Linked DNA regions of Sus scrofa: region 1 is linked to region 2. The links are chromatin contacts, called in public Hi-C maps. All regions are on one chromosome and are shown on one strand. Each heading gives the region's core, a stretch centred on a gene start, on an enhancer-like site or on the middle of the called end of the contact. The rest is flanking DNA. Distances are from core to core; before and after follow the strand shown.

Region 1 (2,762 bases), core at 239-2,738, 91 kb before region 2:
TGAACAAGTAGGAGTTGAACTTTTCCCTTTATCCTCTTAGTTGTCATTTCTTAGTGTTTATATCAAAACACCTGAATATTATTTTACAGAAAGAAAAATACTATACTGACTGTATTGCCTTCTTTCTTTAGGAGGAGCAAAGTCCTCTTTGTCTTGCTGTCCATTGGAGCTATTAGAAAGCCTAGTGTGACAACACTTCTTCTTTCCCCCGACAGGGAGTACCTTGCCCTCAACGTTTATGTGGCCCTGTGTTACTACAAGTTGGATTACTACGATGTGTCTCAAGAAGTTCTGGCTGTTTATCTTCAGCAAATTCCTGATAGTACCATCGCACTCAACCTTAAGGCCTGCAATCATTTTCGCCTTTACAACGGCAAAGCAGCCGAGGTAGTGTTGAAACTTGCTTTTAGCGTAATACCAGTGTGAATTACCCTGCGTTTCCTGGGTCATTCATGAAGTTCTACTATCTGTTGCTTTTGATTAGTATCCCTTTGTTATAGCCAGTATGATTTTATAAGAACCTAACTGTATAAATAATTATATTTATCAGATATTCTAAAAAGAATGTTCACTTCCAAATTCTCTCTGGTTTTTTTTTCTTTTTCTTTTTCTTTCTTTCTTTTTTCTTTTTCTTTTGCTTTTTAGGGCCACACCTACATCATATGGAGGTTCCCAGGCTAGGGGTGGAATCTGAGCTACAGCTGCCAGTCTAGGCCACAGCCACAGCAACACCAGATCCGAGCCATGTCTGCGACCTACACCACGGCTCACAGCAATGCCAGATCCTTAACTCACTGAGTGAGGCCAGGGATTGAACCCACAACCTCATGGTTCCTAGTTGGATTCGTTTCTGCTGTGCTACGATGGGAACTCCTTCCTCTGTGTGTCTAATATATTGTAGATGTGTGCCTTACATTAACTTAAATATGTTAAAACCGAGTGCTTTCACTTCTTTCTCTAAAATATGTTTGTGGGAGTTCCCATTGTGGCTCAGTGGGTTAAGGACCCGCCATAGTCCCTGTGAGGATGTGGGTTTGATCCCTGGCCTCGCTCAGTGGGCTGAAGATCCTGAGTTGCCTCAAGCTGCAGTGTAGCTCACAGATGTGGCTCTCATCCAGTGTTGCTGTAGCTGTGGCGTAGGCTGCAGCTGAAGCTCTGATTTGACCCCTGGCCTGGGAACTTCCATATGCCGCAGGTGTGGCTGTAAAAGTGAAAACAAAAACAAAACCCCAAACGTAGGCTCTCCATCACCGTCTTCTGCTTCATCCACCATCTAATCACCCACCAGTTCCTAGCAGTTCTCCATCCCAGACTTTTCTTTTATCTGGCCCCTCTTCTCCTCTGCCCCTGCTCTAGTTCAGGCATTCCTTCTGTCTTATCTCAGTTCGTGAAATAACTCTCCTGCCGCTGGCCTTATTCTGTCCAGTCCCGCCACTGAGGTTGCTCCACACACCCACACTTTCTCACCACTGTAGCTTTGCATCAACAGTCCCATTTCCTCGAGTGCCTTCCTCTGCTCAGCACACTTCAGTGTCTCCTTGAAGGTTTCCCCACGAGACTGCAGTGGTGGACATTTTATACGTGCTTAGAAAGTGGTTAACTCCTTACCTGCGCAGACTGCTTCATATCCATTATTTGGTTTCCCTGACAAGCCTTGGATAAATTCTCTTATCTCTCTTTTTATGGGAAATGCAGTGCATAGGAGGCCATACGTTACAATCCCATTCTGTTTAACTGCATACACGCTCACATTCACACACACATAGAAGCAGATGTATAAATCAACATAACGATAGCATGTTTTATACTGTATCCACATACAGCTTCAGGTTTACATATCTATATAAACTTTATGTACAGAATTTTTATGTTAGCCCTACAAGGGAGCCACGCTTGGAAATTTCCTGTGGCGCAGTGGGTTGAGGATCCAGCATTGTCACTGCAACAGCTTGGGTGGCTGCTGGTGCCCAGGTTTGATCCCTGGCCCTTGGCCTTTACTGCTTTGGCTATTACTTTAGTTGTTGTCAGAAGCCACCAAAATTTAAATGTAAAATTTGTGCATTTGTCAAAAATTTAAACTCTCACTTTGCCCCAAAAGCAGTTTAAATGGCATCATATAACCCTAGAGCAGGAAGAGGAAGGAAAGAAACTGAAACCAGAAAATTAACTGCACTATCGAATCACATATGACTATGTAATAGCAAGGAGCACTACTCACAAGCGTCACACTGGCAGAGGGCCACCTGCTGAGTGAACCAGTGCTTAGCAGTTGGCAGGGGAGGGGGCGGGAGAGGGAGCACTTGTCCTTCGCCCATGCCCCCGGCTCCTGTGGATAAGGATGGTCAGTTGTGGCAAAATAAATTCTTGTCCGTTAAATTGCTTCGAATGCAATGCAGCAATCCTTTTACATATTATGTAAAATACATTCTTGGATATCCTCATTTCAACTAGAATCCCTTGAGTCTGCCGAATTGGCTAGTTCCCAGCCTCAGCAGTTTAATAATAAACTGGATTTGCAGTTTGGTATTGTTAGAGTTTTCACCTTTTGGTTAGAACAAATAAAAGAACTGCATTCTTGCCTTTCTGCCTTGAGTCAGTCTTGGGGACTTTGCTAGTTTTAGTATAAGGTCCAGCCTATTAAATGTTTACATTTTGTCTGCACATGTTCTTTCTACAGTCTGGTGTGGGTGGCACAGCTAGCAACGTGCTGTGGGCCTAGCGCTGTCCAAGTCCGGACACCAAACGCGCTTCCCATCTCCCAA
Region 2 (2,700 bases), core at 92-2,591:
ATAATCTGGGTTAATTATGTTTCTCTCTACCTCCTCTTGTCTCGCTTTTACCCTTTTATGTGCCTCTGCAGATAAGATTACTATTTCCAAGGTTTTGTATTAGAGAAGAACCACCTGCAATTAACTAAGCTGTCTTATGTGAATCCATATTTTGGGGGTGAAAAATCTGATTATTATTTTCAGTCAGTCTGAACTTTTCTGGTCAGGGGATGAGAGTCACACTTCCCAGCTGCCTCTTTAAGGCCCACCATGGTACACATAGGGGCCTAAGTGTCATGCCCTGGACCTCAGTGGTGGGTGTCATCTGACAGGCATAGAATTCTTTATTATAGGTACTATAATACTTTTGTTAATAAACAATTCTGTTTTTATTGAGAAACTATAGTTCTTTCTCAGTAAAGCAGTTTAATGAACAAGTGAAATTTATTTGAGGTCTCAGATTTTGCACTTCTGCCTGGACAGTGTCTCTTGTCTCTCTTGTCTCTCGGTGTCTCTTTCTCTTGGAAGAAAGACATTTATCTAACCCTTGCTCTTCTTTATATTGTATAATCGTGTGTATTTGTATCCCCAAACATTATATTGGGTTTTTTTTTTAATGCATCTTTGAGCTTCATATAAATGGAGTAATACTGTCTGTTTTCTTTTGCAGCTTGCTTTTTTACACTCAACATTATGTATCTCAGATTTATCTGTCTTTATATGTGGCGGAACTCCATTTTTACTGCTCTGTGTACAGTGTTTCATTGTATGACTATTTCTCAGTTAATTTATTCATTTCACTGTTGGCTATTCGGGTTGTTTTCAGACAGATAGTCTCAGCTCGGTCATTCTTAAAATGAGATCACCCAGAAACCATGATACTGGATGTTTTGCTTTTCTTTAAATGGGATTTTACTGCAGACACTGTCACATGTACAGTCTTTATTAATTGGTATGCATGAAATAGGTAAAATGCTTATTAGTAATATTTATATTGTGTTTTTATTAATAAATTGATGTTAATAATAAAATAAGATGATTTAATTTGTAAAACACCTACCATAACATAATTGCATTCCTAAAAATCCTTTCCTTACCAAAAATCACATTTTAAACAGTTATGTCAGTGAAGAAAAGTGAAGTCTTATAATATTTCTGTACCTATACCAGTAATAAAAAGTATGTTCTTGATAGTTACATATATATTTTGTTACTTGCAAGATGAAAATAATAAATTGATTGCTTAAAGCTGTCAGATGCAAACTTCTGCTTGCTTTTCTTTTTGCCCTGAACCCACATGAGTAAGAGTCCCAGTTTCCTCTTTCACTTTCGCCTTGACCTTGAATTTCTGCTTGCAACATAAGTCACAATTACTAACAATAAACAAGAAAGCAGAATACTGGCATCCTGTGGGTAGTTGGCAAGCCACATCGTGCATTGCAGTCTTCCAAAGCAGAATCTCTTTTTGTGGTACTAGTTCCCCATTATAACAGGATTAACTAGTAGTACTTTGCACAATGTAGATTTTGTTCTCTATTTAAGCATTTTATTATGTTAAAATGTCCATATAATTTACTGGCCAAATATGGAGCATTTTTAAGAATGTAATTTAGCATTATTAATAATTATGCTGAGGCAGCAGGTAAAAACTAGGATTCCTCTTGGCTGCCTGGGATGTGTGGTTATCCTAACTTTATATCCAGTGTGCATTATGAGAAGTCAGTGTTGTGGGAGAAATGTCCGTATTTAAATATGCTACCGTTTCAACTGTGATCAGTGTCTAAAACCCAGATTTCATCTTTTGAGGATCTTCTTGCAAATAAGGTTTGTAAATTTGTTTGAAAAAACTTTCATTATTTTTCTCTCCCTCAGGATGATCGTTTAAGAGAACCTCTGCAAAAACTGAAACTGGCTGTTAGCAATGTCATGCCTGAACAGCTATTTAAATACCAGGAGGACTGCCAGGCTCGTAATCAAGCTAAGTGTGCCAAGTATGTACCTCTTCGATTTGTACTGGATTTTGCATTTGAGAAATACTTGTGGCACTTAGGAATTGGTCTTAAGTGGACGTCATTGCCAAGTAGAAATCCACATATGCCACTGAAGTGGTATAATTGAATATTTTCTAAGTGACAAGTCACTTCCCACTCAGTCTCTTTGGTGTGAAAGTCAAAAAGTCTGTTGATTCATTGAATGGGTGTGATCACAGCCAGAGCTGACACTGCTCAGACATTTCACGTTGACCTACTTGACTGCTTGAAGTTGGATACAAATATTTTCTGAACTAAATATAAGTGTTCATGCCTTTATTTTAGATTTGAAGACTTCATTTACCAGAGCACTTTATAATGCCCTTTGAATTTAAAGTATTACTTACCCTGTCTTTTGAGTTAACATTCAGTTGAGCAATTCAGCAGCTATCTGTGGAGCATATAGGCAATGTTGGATTAAAATTTGGCTTCATAAAATGTTTTTCTTTGCAACTCGGGATCCGAGCCAAGTCTGCAACCTACACCACAGGTCACAGCAACGCTGGATCCTTAACCCACTGAGTGGGGCCAAGAATTGAACCTGCGTTCTCGTGGACACTAGTTGGGTTCATTACCACTGAGCCACGATGGGAACTCCCCTAAAATGTTTTTTATTTTTAGGTTTCAAACAGATGAAGAACGAGAAAAAAATGGATCCGAGGAAGATGATGATGAGAAACCAGGGAAACGT

What was found. A called contact is a pair of places that touch in the nucleus more often than the background predicts.
Region 1: a Hi-C map of liver shows a contact between it and region 2, with 2.4 times the contacts expected there. The contact joins two enhancer-like sites. A contact is called at or near these places in 1 of 5 promoter capture datasets (fetal liver), 1 of 47 Hi-C or Micro-C datasets (liver) and 1 of 2 datasets of contacts at active chromatin or transcription factors (alveolar macrophages).

What each region holds. Positions count from the first base shown.
Region 1 is chr18:10,492,702-10,495,463 of Sscrofa11.1, reverse strand. TTC26 (intraflagellar transport protein 56) reads left to right here. Exons shown (of 17, transcript XM_005657746.3): 7 at 216-387. Among named protein-coding and RNA genes, the nearest start is that of TTC26, 16 kb to the left of the region's middle. Within about 2 kb of position 1,488, at least 12 of the 83 cell types and tissues checked have an H3K27ac peak or open chromatin away from gene starts, as enhancers often do. A contact at or near this core is called in alveolar macrophages and liver, where this site is marked.
Region 2 is chr18:10,402,087-10,404,786 of Sscrofa11.1, reverse strand. UBN2 (ubinuclein-2) reads left to right here. Exons shown (of 16, transcript XM_021079092.1): 8 at 1,852-1,970; 9 at 2,631-2,700. Among named protein-coding and RNA genes, the nearest start is that of UBN2, 48 kb to the left of the region's middle. Within about 2 kb of position 1,341, at least 13 of the 83 cell types and tissues checked have an H3K27ac peak or open chromatin away from gene starts, as enhancers often do. A contact at or near this core is called in alveolar macrophages and liver, where this site is marked.